Linked DNA regions of Macaca mulatta: region 2 is linked to region 1. The links are chromatin contacts, called in public Hi-C maps. All regions are on one chromosome and are shown on one strand. The core of a region is the stretch at or near the end of the contact, and the rest is flanking DNA. Distances in the headings are between cores, read along the strand shown.

Region 1 (6,783 bases), core at 1,411-3,910:
GTTTCTGGATCAAACTTCACCTGAAGCCTTTCCTCTGCAATGTTCAGGTACATGATCCAGTAAAGTCTATTTTTAAGACAGACAGGGCTGCGTGCAGTGGCTGATGCCTGTAATCCCAGCACTTTGGGAGGCTGAGGCAGGCAGATTGCTTGAGGTCAGGAGTTTGAGATCACCCTGGCCAACATGGTGAAACCTCGCCTCTATTAAAAACACAAAAATTAGCTGGGTGTGGTGGCACGTGCCTGTAATCCCAGCTACTCAGGAGGCTGAGGCATGAGAATCACTTGAACCCAAGAGGCAGAGGTTGAAGTGAGCGGAGATCACACCATTGCACTCCAGCCTGGGCAATGGAGTGAGACTGTGTCCAAAAAAAAAAAAAAAAAAAAAAAAAGGCTTAGTAATAGATGTTATCACTTGTAAACAAAATATCCCCAACTGATAAACAGATGACTGGTGGCCCTAGAAACTTGCCTCTGGTCTTTTGCTCCTGGTTAGGGGTGCTGGACCCAAAGGGAAGGCCTGTATGCCTGGCTACATGCCTGGCTAAGCTTTAGGTATAACTAAGGCTGACTGGTTTGGAGTTCAGAACCCCCACTAGCAGAAATTTTATACTTCCCTTGTTCAGGCAAGTGGGTTGGTTAATTACGTGGGTTCAGAAAGCATTTTCTTGGTGCTTACTCCCGTCTTGCCCTCATGAACCCTTAGCATTTTTGCACATCTCTATAGCAATGCTTATCTCACTATATATTTATTTATTTATTTATATATATATATATATATTTTTTTTTTTTTTAGATGGAGTCTTGCTCTGTCACCCAGGCTGGAGTGCAGTGGTGCGATCTCAGCTCACTGTAGCCTCTGCTTCCCAGATTCAAGTGATTCTCCTGCCTCAACCTCCCAAGTAGCTGGGATCAGGGTGTGTGTCACCACACCCAGCTAATTTTTGTACTTTTAGTAGAGACGGGTTTTCGCCATGTTGGCAAGGCTGATCTCCAACTTCTGACCTCAGGTGATCCTCCTGTCTCGGCCTCCCGAAGTGCTGGGATTACAGGCATGAGCCACGGTGGCTAGGCCTATCTCACTATATTTTATTAACATCTACATCAGGGTTCTCTAGACCTCAAGCTTGCTGAAGATGAGATTAAACCTCATTCACCTTTGGATGCCTGCACCTGGCCCAGTGTCTGACACAAGCTTTGTATACACGGGTGCTTGTGGAATGGATGAAACAATCTCTTTCCACTCCCTGCCTCATTGTCTGATGAGCCTTCATTATACTCCACTTTCTTTCCCTTTGTAAATTAGGATGAGGTGAAAAAGCACAGCAGACAAGATGCTAAGTATTCACGCCAAGTCCTCGATTCACAAACTGAGGATTTGATCTGCTGTTGTATTCCCAGAGTGCTAGGTCCCGTATGGGACACCCGCTCCATCCCATATGCTCACTGTTCTGCGCTGCTGTGTATAAAGCCCTGGGCAAGAGGACAAGGGAGGGAAAAACTGGAAAGACTGAGTCAGAGAAGGCTCGGGATGAAATTTGAGTCCATTGGGATCCTTCTGCCTAAACCCCCATCCACAGAGGAGAAAGCCTGGGGCCAGGGAGGAGTCCTCCTCCTCCTGGCTCAAGGTCACTGGGACAGACCAGTCTGGATGGGAAATAATTTCCCTTTCAAAAGCAAGACCTGTTTCCCCAGGACCTGGGCCCTGTGCAGACAGGAAGGCGGAGTTCAGTATGGATGGGGAAAAGGACATGCTGGGAGGCTCTGGGGCCATTTTTGGGGGCTTGCATCTTGCGAAGGTTGAGTAACTCCACGGGTCTCCCTTTTGCCGCTAAACCACTTGCCAACCGGGTTTGGAGTCTTTTGGCTTGTGAGTCCTCAGGGACCAGAGAAGTGACTCAGTGAACGCTTAGTACATCGTTGGCACCGGGGATTGTGTGTGATTCAAGAGTCACTCACGGAGCTTGTGCTGATTAACTCCAGAAACTCACCCAAAGCCTCCTCCCCACCCCTTCAAGCCCAGGATGAAGGGATCAGACTTTGGCTCTGACACTCCTGAAATGTTTCTCACGTGTCCACCTGCCAACCGGTCTGGTATCGACAGAAGATCCCTGGACCACGAACTCCGGGGCCAGGAGCTTCCTCTACGCACTGCCTCCTGCCATCGGCCCACATGGAAAACAGGACCTCGGGACCCCCTCTCTTCCTGACCTCCCCTAGATTCTGAGCGGGCCCACCCTCAACCAAAGCTCCCCTGTTTTGCTGCCGCGCCTCTCTTCTTCCGCCTTGGGAATTGTCCCCCTCGCCCCCCATCCTACTCCCACTTCGTCCTGAGGGGTGTCTGTCTTCTCTGATCGCCCCCACCCCCTTCCTATCCCTCCTCCTTTTCCTCTCTCGGCTCCGCCCCCAGGCCCCGCCCTCTCCGCCCCGGCCCGCGTTTCCCCGGCCCCTTCCCCATCACCCTCCCCTCCAGCGGGGACAGGGGTGTGGGGAGGGGGCGCCGCGCGGGCTAGGCGCCTGCCCCTCCCTGCGCGCCCAGTCTCCGAGCGCGTGCCCGGCGCCCCCCTCCGCGGCCTCCCCGCTCCCGCCTCCCCGCCTTCTCCTCCTCCTGGTGACGTCCGGGTCCCTGCCCGTCTGAAAACTCCGCGCCGCGGCGGTGGAGGCGGCGGCGGCGGCGGCGGCGGCAGCAGCGGCGGCGGCGGAGGAGGAGCAGCGGCGAGCCGAGGCGGCGGCGGCGGCCGGAGCGGGAGCCCGAGCGGCAGTCGGCGGCCGCGGGAGCCGCGGGGAGCGCGGGGGCGGACCGGAGCGCGCCGGGGTCCCCGCGCCCCGCTCGCCCGCCGCGCTCCGAAGATGGTGGCGGCGCCGTGCGCCCGGAGGCTGGCCCGGCGCTCGCACTCGGCGCTGCTCGCGGCGCTCACGGTGCTGCTGCTGCAGACGCTGGTCGTGTGGAATTTCAGCAGCCTCGACTCCGGGGCCGGGGAGCGCCGCGGGGGCGCAGCGGCCGGCGGCGGAGAGCAGCCTCCCCCGGCCCCGGCCCCGCGCCGGGAGCGCCGGGACCTGCCCGCCGAGCCGGCTGCAGCCCGAGGAGGAGGAGGAGGAGGCGGCGGCGGCGGAGGAGGAGGACGGGGGCCCCTGGCGCGGGCGCGGGGAGGCGGCCCCGGAGAACCCCGGGCACAGCAGCTGGCCAGCCGGGGGGCACTGCCCGCCCGGGGTATGGTAAGATGCCCTTTCGGCTCGCGCCCCGCGGCGAGGGAGGGTAGAAGGCAGCCCGACCCCGCGCCCCCCTAGCCCTTGAACCCGGTCATCAGACTGGGACTCTGCAAGCCTACCGACTCCACATCGCCTCTTGCCCGGGGCTGTCGGGTGGGGTCCCTGCCAAGGCTCAGGGGTCGTGGGCTGCCCCTTTCAGAGTCTGAACACGGACCCTTTGGGGTCTGGGGGAAGTTATTTCCAGTGGGGGCGCTTTGGGGGTTACCGGAGCCTGGCTGGGTTCCTGTTCCCCAACACTCTTGCTGGGGACCCCAGCTGACTTGCTCCGTGCGTGTGGGTCTTGGTGCCTCGCTCCCTTGTCTGAGTGAGTGGATCGCGCCGGATCCTCAGCCGCTGATCCTGGGCGGTTGTCGCAGCAGCATCTCTTTGGTTTTTGCCGAGCTGGATGCAGACAGATGAGCCCTCTGTTCGTCCTGGCCTGCGACGAGGGCTGAGCTGGGCGTCCCAAGTCCCTGACCATGCCCCTGAATCAATACTCAGTCCGGGGTGTCTGGTCTTACTTTGGGTGTTCTGTTTCTCCTCTCTGGATGTTTGAGCCTTCCGTGTTCACCTTCTCTGTCTCTAACCTTGCCGTCTTCCGTGCCCTCTCTGACTTTATCTCCTCCCCATCTCCAGTTTCAGGGCATGGCTCCTTCTCCTAGCTGGTTGTCTCTGTCTCTCTGTCTTGTTGCGGCCGGTTCGGGTCACCAGCTGTGTGTCCGACCACACCGTCAGGGCTTCTACTCCTATGGGATTACTTTGCCCTCCGTGGGTGTGAACAGTCAGGGCTCTGAAACTGTTTCTTCCGCAGATCTGGGGCCGTCTGGGTGGCTGGGTGGGGAACTGAGTTGTCTTCCTACCCTGTCCCCAACTTCTCCAGGGATACCTTTCCCACCTTCTCTGGGCTGCCTTGCCCAGCCTGCTGAACTAGGAGCACCTGGGGCGGGAGGCCGGAGTCCTCAGTTCAGAGCCAAGGTCTTAGTTTCCCAGGGGCGTGAGTTCTGCCTTAGGGCATAGCCAATATGTTGTGTGTCTGTCTCTTTATTCGGCACACTACTTGTCTGCAAGGGTTTGCCTAGCTGCTAAAGGGTATTAGACACCAGGGGGGATGGTTTCAGGATCCTGAGGACTGAATGCATAGCTCTATCATTTGTCACTTTGGAAGTCCTCACTGAAGACTGCCTTCGTACACAGCGTGATGCTTTGTGAGCTGCTAAACTTCTTCGGAGTCTGTGCGACCCTCTCTGCCGGAGTGCAGCTCTTCCTGCCTGCGAGCTGAGGCAGTCCCAAGACGTGAAGTGATGGCATTTCATGTTGCCGTGTGGGTAGCGGGGAGAAGTATTTCCCTCGTTTGCGGGGAGGATAGTGGCCAGAGCTGCCTGATGGAGAACCAGAACATTCCTAGTGTCCTGTGATCTCTTCCTTACAGAGAGGGGTACTCTGAAACACTGCCTTTGAACTCCTGGAGTTGATAGGGATGGGTTCTGGCTGAAATGCAGTTAGAAGATCTTTGTGCATCCAGAGCCCAGGAGGTGCGGTGGGAGGGTTGTGGGGCATGTCCTGCTGGTCCAGTGTAGGAAGGTGTAGGGGAGATGTGGTGGGGGAAGCCTGGGGCTTTGCATCTGGGATTCAGAGTCGGTTCAGGAGGTACCTTTAGGATGCATACAGCACCTGTTGAAACAAATGAAGAAAAGGAAGGAGGCAAGGCTAGCTGATTTCTTCATAAGGTCCCGGCATTGTGAGCATCCATCCCCAGCCTGTCTGTGTGTTCGGCTCAGTGTTTTACTCTCTCACACCCAGCTCAGCCTCTGAGAGATCTGCGGTTGGGGAGGTAGGTGGGAACACACTATTTTCCTTTTTACTTCCTTTTGGAATTTCAGTTCCAGCAGCGGAGTTGCTTTGCTTTTCTGAAACTCCGTTTCCAACTGCAAGTTCAGTTACTCTCCCCAAACCTGCATGTCCTAGTGTCGATTTCTTTACCTTCCAAGGTAGACATTTATGTATTTTTTTTTTTCTTTTGGTTCTCTTCTCTTCTTGGTAGCTGTCTACCATGCTGTTGACTGTTGTCTTTCGGGGATTTGTATTTTATTTCATTTGCTTGTCTCTCTCCTTTCTTTCCTCTCCCCCTACACCTACTGCATAGCCTGCTAAATCCTGAAATCACAGTACAGACAGGCTGGCTGGATGGAGCCTGGGGTCTGTCCTACTCTGTCTGTACCCACCCAGTTCTTGCCCTTCCATGGAGCTCCAGGAGACCAGAAGGGGGCAGGCTGTTCCTGAAGTCTGGTATAGCTGGAGCTTGGGTTGCAGGCAAGGAGAGGACCAGGCCTTTTTACAAGCAATAGAGGCCCTTGAAATGTGCAGTTTGTTTCCAAACCCTGCTGGGGCTGCCAGGATGATGCTTTGGAGGGAGATTCAGGAGTGGGACATTTAAAGAAACAAATCCCCGTGATTTTCCAGATGGCTCTTTTAGAGAGATGCTTAGACACATGCTTAGAAGAAGATGCTTTCTCTCAGTGCTCTGTTGCAGGCAGATATGGGGTGGGTAGACAGTCTTGGCTCTTGCACGTGGGGGGAACCTGTGTCCTGGGTTGCTGGTGGGTGTGTTGCAGAGAGTGTCAGGCGGGCATTGTGTAGAGGGCATTTCCTAAGCCAGATCTTCCTGCTTCCTGATGCCCACAGCCTCAGAGCATTTGTCCTTTTTATGTTTGGGGAGCTGTGCTTCGGTGGAAGGCCCTGATTGTATTTTTGGTGCACTTAAGAAGCCAAGAGGAAACACCCCGTTTCTCAAGTAGAAAGAGGCAGAGGGCATGTCCATAGAAGATTTGCAAGCTCTCCTTTTCCTCTCAGCCTCTTTCAAAGCTCTTAAATATTAGAATTATTGGGTGGATTGCAGCTGTTTTGTGGCTGTGACTCTGATTCCTTCACTGGGTCTCCAGTAAACTGTGGATTTTACTGTCATCTCAGAATTTCAGAAACAGACAGACTCCCTTATAAAGGGAGGAAAAATATTGGGAGAGCTGTCATGAGGATCAGCCTACAGGTTCTGAATAGATTTTGGAGAAAATGAAAGAGAGCTGTGTGTGTTAATGTAATGAATGTTTATTTTCTTTCCCTTAGTGACTCTCTTCTTGAAGTCCCCACATTTATTGCTTGTGTGCTTAGATAAACTGTTACTCAGTAAGTTTCATTTAAGACATCTAATTTTTTATTACCCTTCCCACCCCCTGCCTGCCGCCCCACATAAGCACACAAAGTAGAATGGGGTTTCTGTATTATCCGACCCCTTTGAAATGTTGATTTTTCGGCAGAAATTCCTCATACTTCACATTACTCAGATAACTCAGGACTTTTTTAGACATCAACTGTGACTTTGAAAGATCGGTTCACTGGCTTTAGATCACCTCTGCTTCTAACAGCCTCAGAGGTGTAGCTTTTCTTCCTATCCAAATATTCTGCGACCACAGAAAACAGGGTGTTTTATTGATGGTTCCCTTTTTTTTTTTCACGCTTCCAATGGAGTTTTATTTTGCTT
Region 2 (6,783 bases), core at 2,322-4,821, 200 kb after region 1:
GGAGGCCAAGGCAGGCGGATCACGAAGTCGGGAGTTTGAGACCAGTCTCACCAATATGGTGAAACCCCATCTCTACTAAAAATACAAAAAAAAAAAAAAGAAAAAAATTAACTGGGCGTTGTGGCGCATGCCTGTAATCCCAGCTACTCAGAAGGCTGAGGCAGGAGAATTGCCTGAACCTGGGAGACGGACGTTGCAGTGAGCAGAGATCGTGCCATTGCACTCCATCTGGGCAACAGAGGGAGACTCCATCTCAAAAAAATAAATAAATAAATAAATAAATTAATTAATAATAATAATAGGAGAAGGAGGGAGGGAAGGGAGATGAGCTCAGTGGAGTCAGGGAAGTGAAGAATTAACAAACGCAGGAAGGGAGGGTTGGTCTATGTGAGACCCAAATGGGTTTGCTAACTGCTGTTTATGAAATTTGGCTCCTGCTCTCTTATAGAGGCTGGGAGATGATGCCCTGTCTAGAGGTGTTAGCTGGAACAAACAGTAAATTATTTTGGCAGCCTTGTGTTTTCTAAAGCAGTCCCTTTAAGCAGGAGCTGGGGTCATCCCAGGGATGGGGCCTTGAGCTGTTAGAAACTATGTTAGTGTTTCAGGCCAGGCTTGGTAGCTCACACTTGTAATCTCAGCACTTTAGGAAGCCAAGGATTGCCTGAGCCCAGGAGTTTGAGACCAGCCTGGGCAACATAGCAAGGTCCTGTCTCTACAAAAAATTAAAAAGCTGGGTATAGTGGTGAAAGCCTGTGTAGTCCCAGCTACTCGGGAGGCTGAGGCAGGAGGATCGCTTGGGCTCAGGAGGTTAAGGCTGCAGTGAGCCGTGATCACATCACTGTACTCCAGCCAGGGGAACAAAATGAGACCCTGTCTCAAAAATAAATAAATAAATAAATAGAAAAAGAAAAACGATGTTAGTGTTTCACTCAAATCTTTATAGGTAAAGGTTGAGGCCCAGTAGAAAAAGGGGGCAGAGGGGCCGGGTGCACTTTGGGAGGCTGAGACGGGCGGATCATGAGGTCAGGAGATCGAGACCATCCTGGCTAACATGGTGAAACCCTGTCTCTACTAAAAAGTACAAAAAACTAGCCGGGCGCAGTGGCGGGCGCCTGTAGTCCCAGCTACTCGGGAGGCTGAGGCAGGAGAATGGCGTAAACCCGGGAGGCGGAGCTTGCAGTGAGCTGAGATCTGGTCACTGCCCTCCAGCCTGGGCGACAGAGCGAGACTCCATCTCAAAAAAAAAAAAAGAAAGAAAGAAAAGAAAAGAAAAAGGGGGCAGAGGAGGCTGGCTATAGTTTGATCAAGGACCCACTCTTGACAGCAGGTCATTCTTCCTCCCTGAGGGTGATTCAGGACTTGAGTGGCCTGGGTTCCTCTCTCTATATAAAAATATTTATTGGCCGGGCACAGTGGCTCACGCCTGTAATCCCAGCACTTTGGGAGGCCAAGGTGAGTGGATCACCTGAGGTCAGGAGTTTGAGACCAGCCTGGCCAACATGGTGAAACCCTGTCTATACTAAAAATACAAAAATTAGTTGGACATCATGGTAGGCACCTGTAATCCTAGCTACTTGGAAAGCTGAGACAGGAGAATGGCTTGAACCCGGGAGGCAAAGGTTGCAGTGAGCCAAGATTGTGCCACTGCACTCCAGCCTGGGCGACAAAGAGCAAAACTCCATCTCAAAAAAAAAAAAAAAGTACTTGTCACTCAACTTCAATTTCTATCTATTCTGTGTGTGTGTGTATTGTGTATGGAAGTAAAATACAAATCTAAAGGCTTGGCATATAGCAAAACAGCCAACATAAAAGAATCCTGAACTTTTTTTTAAATTTATTTTTTAAGTCTTTTTTTTATGCTTAACATTTGTAGGTGCCCTTTATTACTTTGATTTCTTTTTTATTTATTTATGTATTTATTTATTTTTATTATGCTTTATGTTCTAGGGTACATGCGCACAACGTGCAGGTTTGTTACATATGTATACATGTGCCATGTTGGTGTGCTGCACCCATTAACTCGTCATTTACATTAGGTATATCTCCTAATCCTATCCCTCCCCCATTCCCCCACCCCACAGCAGGCCCCAGTGTGTGATGTTCCCCTTCCTGTGTCCAAGTGATCTCATTGTTCAATTCCCGCCTATGAGTGAGAACACACGGTGTTTGGTTTTCTGTTCTTGCGATAGTTTGCTGACAATGATGGTTTCCAGCTGCATCCGTGTCCCTACAAAGGACATGAACCCATCCTTTTTTATGGCTGCATAGTAAGAATCCTAAACTTTTAATTTTAATAATCAGTAGATATTTCTGATTGTGCCTATGTATTATGTCAGCAGTTTTCAAACTTGGTCTCAGGATTGCCTAATACTCTCAAATGTTATTGAGGATCCCCAGAGAGCTTTGGTTTAGGTAGGTTCTATCAAATGTTTTCTATACAGTAACTTTTAAACTAAGGCATTCTTAAAATGTTTATTAATTCACTTAAAAACAGTCATAGTACCTATTACTTGTGTATATAAAATATATCTATGAAAAATATGCATATTTTCCCCAACAAAAACACATTTAGGGAGAAGAGAGGCACCGTTTTACATTTTTCACAAATCTCTGTAACACCTGGCTTAATAGAAGACAGCTAGATTCTCACATTTGCTTCTGATTTCTGTTGCAGTATCACGTGTTATGTAGCCTCTGGAAAGCTCCACTGTATACTCATAAGAGAGTAAACAAGAAAGGAAAATAGCGTCTTTATATTATGGTGAAAATAGTTTGTCATTAAAGATCCCCTGAGAAGGCCTCAGGGACCCCCAACAGTTCCCAGACCACACTTTAAGAACCACTTTACTAAATCACCATCGCAAGCATTAATTCTATTTTAAGAAATTATACCTAATATTTATTAAGTTCTAGATATTAAACTAAGTGTTTTTACATGTGTTGATTTTAATTCTCATGACAGCCTGATTAGGTTGGGTACGCATTATTGTCCCCATTTTACAGGGAAGGAAACTGAGGCAGACAAAGTTAGGCACTGTGCCCCAGGTCATACAGTGAGCAAAGGGCGGGGTCCAGATTTCAACCCACTGTGCCTCAACACCCTGCCTCTCCAAAAAGACTCAGACCTGCTCATCAGGTGACAAGGCGCTAGCTTGAAATATCATCCTGCTGCCATTTGAGTGCTTAACATACCTCAAGCCTCTCACCCAATGTTGTTTTGTTAAATAGCATTCTATGTGTGTGACATATTAGTTAATCCCCACCTTACCTTTGCAAAGTAGGTCTCCTTACCCCCTTCTTTTGTAGGTGAGAAAAATGAGGCTCTGAGAGGTTAAATCTCTTGTCCTCCATCTCAGAGTTAAGAAGCAGAGACCAGATTCCAACTCAGCCCTATCAGTCTCCCTCCTTCCCATCTCAGCCTGTCCTGTGTTTTGCATCCCGTTAACATGATGCTACATTGCAAAGGGCTTTTTACTTAGGGTTCTGTTACAGCAGGGCCTGCCCGTGTCCAGCGTCGTCCACGGGTTTCTAAGTGCTGGCCAGCCCAGCCACCTTTTGTGCATGCAAATGAGCTGGGCAAGGGGCCTCTGTTAGGTCTATTTGCATTGGCAGCCTGGGTAATTGCATGTCCTAATTGGTACAGCCACGCACGCTGCGCTTCCACCATTTGCCTACCCTGGCACGGAGGTCTTTTTGGAAGCAGGTGCGGATCTCTCCCCGTTTGTCCCTCCCAGTGGCCTTGGTAGCCTTGGTGATTGGAACGAAGCCTCGGACACTGAGTTCAACAGCAAACAACTACCCAGCCAGCTGTGCGTGCACATGGCACAAAAGGAAGCCGTAAACTGGTCACGATGAGCGGGTGGGACGGACGCCCTCATGTCTGAGCAGTGCACCTGGCTGGGGTTTCCCTTTGGCCCTGTCCCTATTCCTAATCGCTGTGGAGAGGCAGGTGGGGTATTGAAAGGCATGACCTCTGGACCTAGGCAGCCTGGGCTCAAATCCTGGCTCCTCTGTTTCCTAGGTGTGTGGATTTAGTCACTTAACCTCCTTGTACCTTAATGTTCCAATCTGAAAAATGGGTAGAAAATATAGCATCTTCTTTATCAGCTCATCATGGAGATGAGTCAGTGCATGCAACAGGCTTGGAATGGAACCTAAGACATACATGTTTCTTAAGCACTTAGCACATGTCAGGCATTATCTTCTATGCTTGATCAATTCAGTCCCTGGGAGGCAAGTGCCATCTTCGGCTCCTTGGGATGGATGAGGAAACTGAGGCAAAGAGAGGAGAAATGTTCTGTCCCAGCTTGAAGAACCCCAGCAAATGAAAAAGGGAGGAGTCAAGCTCACTTCTTCCTGAATCCAGACCTCTGAATCTCAGTGTGCTACTATAGACGATGATGGAGGGATAGGGCTGGGAGGAGACGGGATATCCTTTGGCGCGTCCGTCTTTTCCTCAGTTCCTGGTCTCTTAAGGTCCATCGGACTGTTTTTTTAATGAGCTGAAGGGGCAGAATTTGTTCATTGCATACATTGATTAATGACTAACTCAGAATGGTTAGTAACACACATTCGGGACACATCATTTTACAGATAAGAAAATTGGACACCAGCTAATGCAATACTAGTACCCAGGTCTTCCCCATCCCTGCCTGGTGCTCTTTCTACATAAACAATAAGAGCAAAGGTTTATCTCTAAGTGGATAGTTTAAAAATCACAACAACCCACCCCCACCCCTCAGAAATGGGAGCAAGGAGCCAGGATTCAGTAGACTAAGTATAGATTCATCCTGAACCAAGAGAACCTGGGAAAAATGGAAACAGACCCACGTGTCTTTGCAATAGCAGCGTGGGTCAGGTAACCTGCCTCTCGGAGCCATATTGTTTAGCATATTTCTACCTGATTGAAATTGGCTCTAAACATGCCCAAGGTTGAATGGAAACGGAGGACGTTATTGCATTTAATTATTTCTCCAGAATAAAAATGGATTCTAGCAGCAGCTTAGAGGTAAGGCAACAGCAGAGCAATTAGAGTTTTGGAGCTTGCACGCAAACATTTGAATGTGCAATCATTGTAATAAGTACATTAAAATAAAGTAAGTCAAAGGGTTGCATTGGCATAAACAACTCAAGGTGAGAGAGTTGGATTGATTAAGAGTAGAGAAGATGACGCCAGTTGATCACAGTTGAGAAATAATAACCAATCTGTCCTCTAGGCGGAGACTGTCAGGGGAGAGAGAGTGTTAATTGGTAGAGATACCCAGTCTGGTTTGCTGCTCATTCTTCTTCCGGCTTTGTGTGGTGCACATGTTCTAGTAGTTTTACATACACTCTTCCTCATTGAATTACCCAAGAGGTGAGGCACTGTTTGTTGGTTTGTTTTGAGACAGAGTCTCGCTCTGTCACCCAGGCTGCAGTGCAGTGGCACGATCTCGGCTCACTACAGTCTTCGCCTCCTGGGTTCAAGCAATTCTCCTGCCTTAGCCTCCTGAGTAGCTGGGACTACAGGCGCCCACCACCACGCCCGGCTGATTTTTTGTATTTTTAGTAGAGGCGGGGTTTCACAGTGTTAGCCAGGATGGTCTCGATCTCCTGACCTCATGATCTGACCACCTCAGCCTCTCAAAGTGCTGGGATTACAGGCATGAGCCACCGTGCCTGGCCTGAGGTGAGTAGTATTATCATCTCCATGGATACCAAGGGGTTATCATCCCAGTGTTTTAAATGAGGAAAGAGAGACACAGAGAGTTTGAGTCACTTCATTACTAGCAGCATGGACTCGGTCAAGTCATTTAACCTCTCTCTGTGTTAGTCTCCTCCCCTTAAGGAGGACTAATACTGTCTGCTTCGAAGAGTTTTCGAGAAGATTCAAAGGACACAGATCATGGGCCGCTTTGGTGCTGGCCATATGATGGTTGTTTTCTATGGGTCTGCCTGGAGATCTCCCAAGATTGGTTTTGTAAAGGGAAGGGATCCTGGGTTTGGCTTTCTGGATCTTGAGTCTCCACAGAAAGGACAGAAAAGCCAAAATCTGTTTACCTCTTGGCAGTCAGATGAAGAGTTAGGGGGAACATGAAGTGATATGTCGCATCCATCCTTGGATGGCTGGATAAAGAAAATGTGGCATGTACATACAATGGATATTAGCCTTCAAAAAGAAGAACATCCTACAACATGCGGCAACATGGATGAACTCTGAGGACATTATGCTAACTGAAATAAACCAGTCACAGAAGGACAGATAGCACGTGTATTTATTCCGCTTCTATCAGCTATCGAAAATAGTCAGAATCCTGGAACTAGAGAGTGAAATGGTGGTTGCCAGGGGTTGGGGGATTGGGGAGGAGAATGGGGAGTTGCTGATGGACGGGCATAACGTCTCAATCATGCATGCACAATAAAGAAACCATAGAGATCTGCTGTGCAGTACTGTAGTCAACAATGTAGTAGTGCATGCAACAATATACAATTTGCTATATGTTGCATATAGTACTATATTGTTGACTATAGTTGCATAGTTAAATAAAGTGTTTAAATAGTAAATAAAAAAATGAGCTGGGCACGGTGGCTCACACCTGTAATCCCAGCACTTTTGGAGGCCAATGTGGGTGGATCACCTGAGGTCAGGAGTTTGAAACCAGCCTGGCCAATGTGGTGAAACTGCATCTCTACTAAACACACAAAAATTAGCCGGGCGTGGTGGCTGGTGCCTGTAATCCCAGCTACTCAGGAGGCTGAGGCAGGAGAATTGCTTGAACCCAGGAGGCGGAGGTTGCAGTGAGC

The links. Hi-C and Micro-C count contacts between places; a contact is called where the count stands out from the background.
Region 2: a Hi-C map of fetal cortex germinal zone shows a contact between it and region 1, with 2.7 times the contacts expected there. The contact joins the enhancer-like site here to the promoter of XYLT1 in region 1. A contact is called at or near these places in 3 of 14 Hi-C or Micro-C datasets (blood, cortical neurons and fetal cortex germinal zone).

The regions. Positions count from the first base shown.
Region 1 is chr20:17,951,808-17,958,590 of T2T-MMU8v2.0, forward strand. XYLT1 (xylosyltransferase 1) reads left to right here and starts at 2,661. Exons shown (of 12, transcript XM_015125707.3): 1 at 2,661-3,215. The coding sequence starts at 2,850.
Region 2 is chr20:18,155,855-18,162,637 of T2T-MMU8v2.0, forward strand. The region is part of intron 2 of XYLT1 (xylosyltransferase 1); the gene reads left to right. Among named protein-coding and RNA genes, the nearest start is that of XYLT1, 200 kb to the left of the region's middle. Within about 2 kb of position 3,572, at least 3 of the 40 cell types and tissues checked have an H3K27ac peak or open chromatin away from gene starts, as enhancers often do. A contact at or near this core is called in fetal cortex germinal zone, where this site is marked.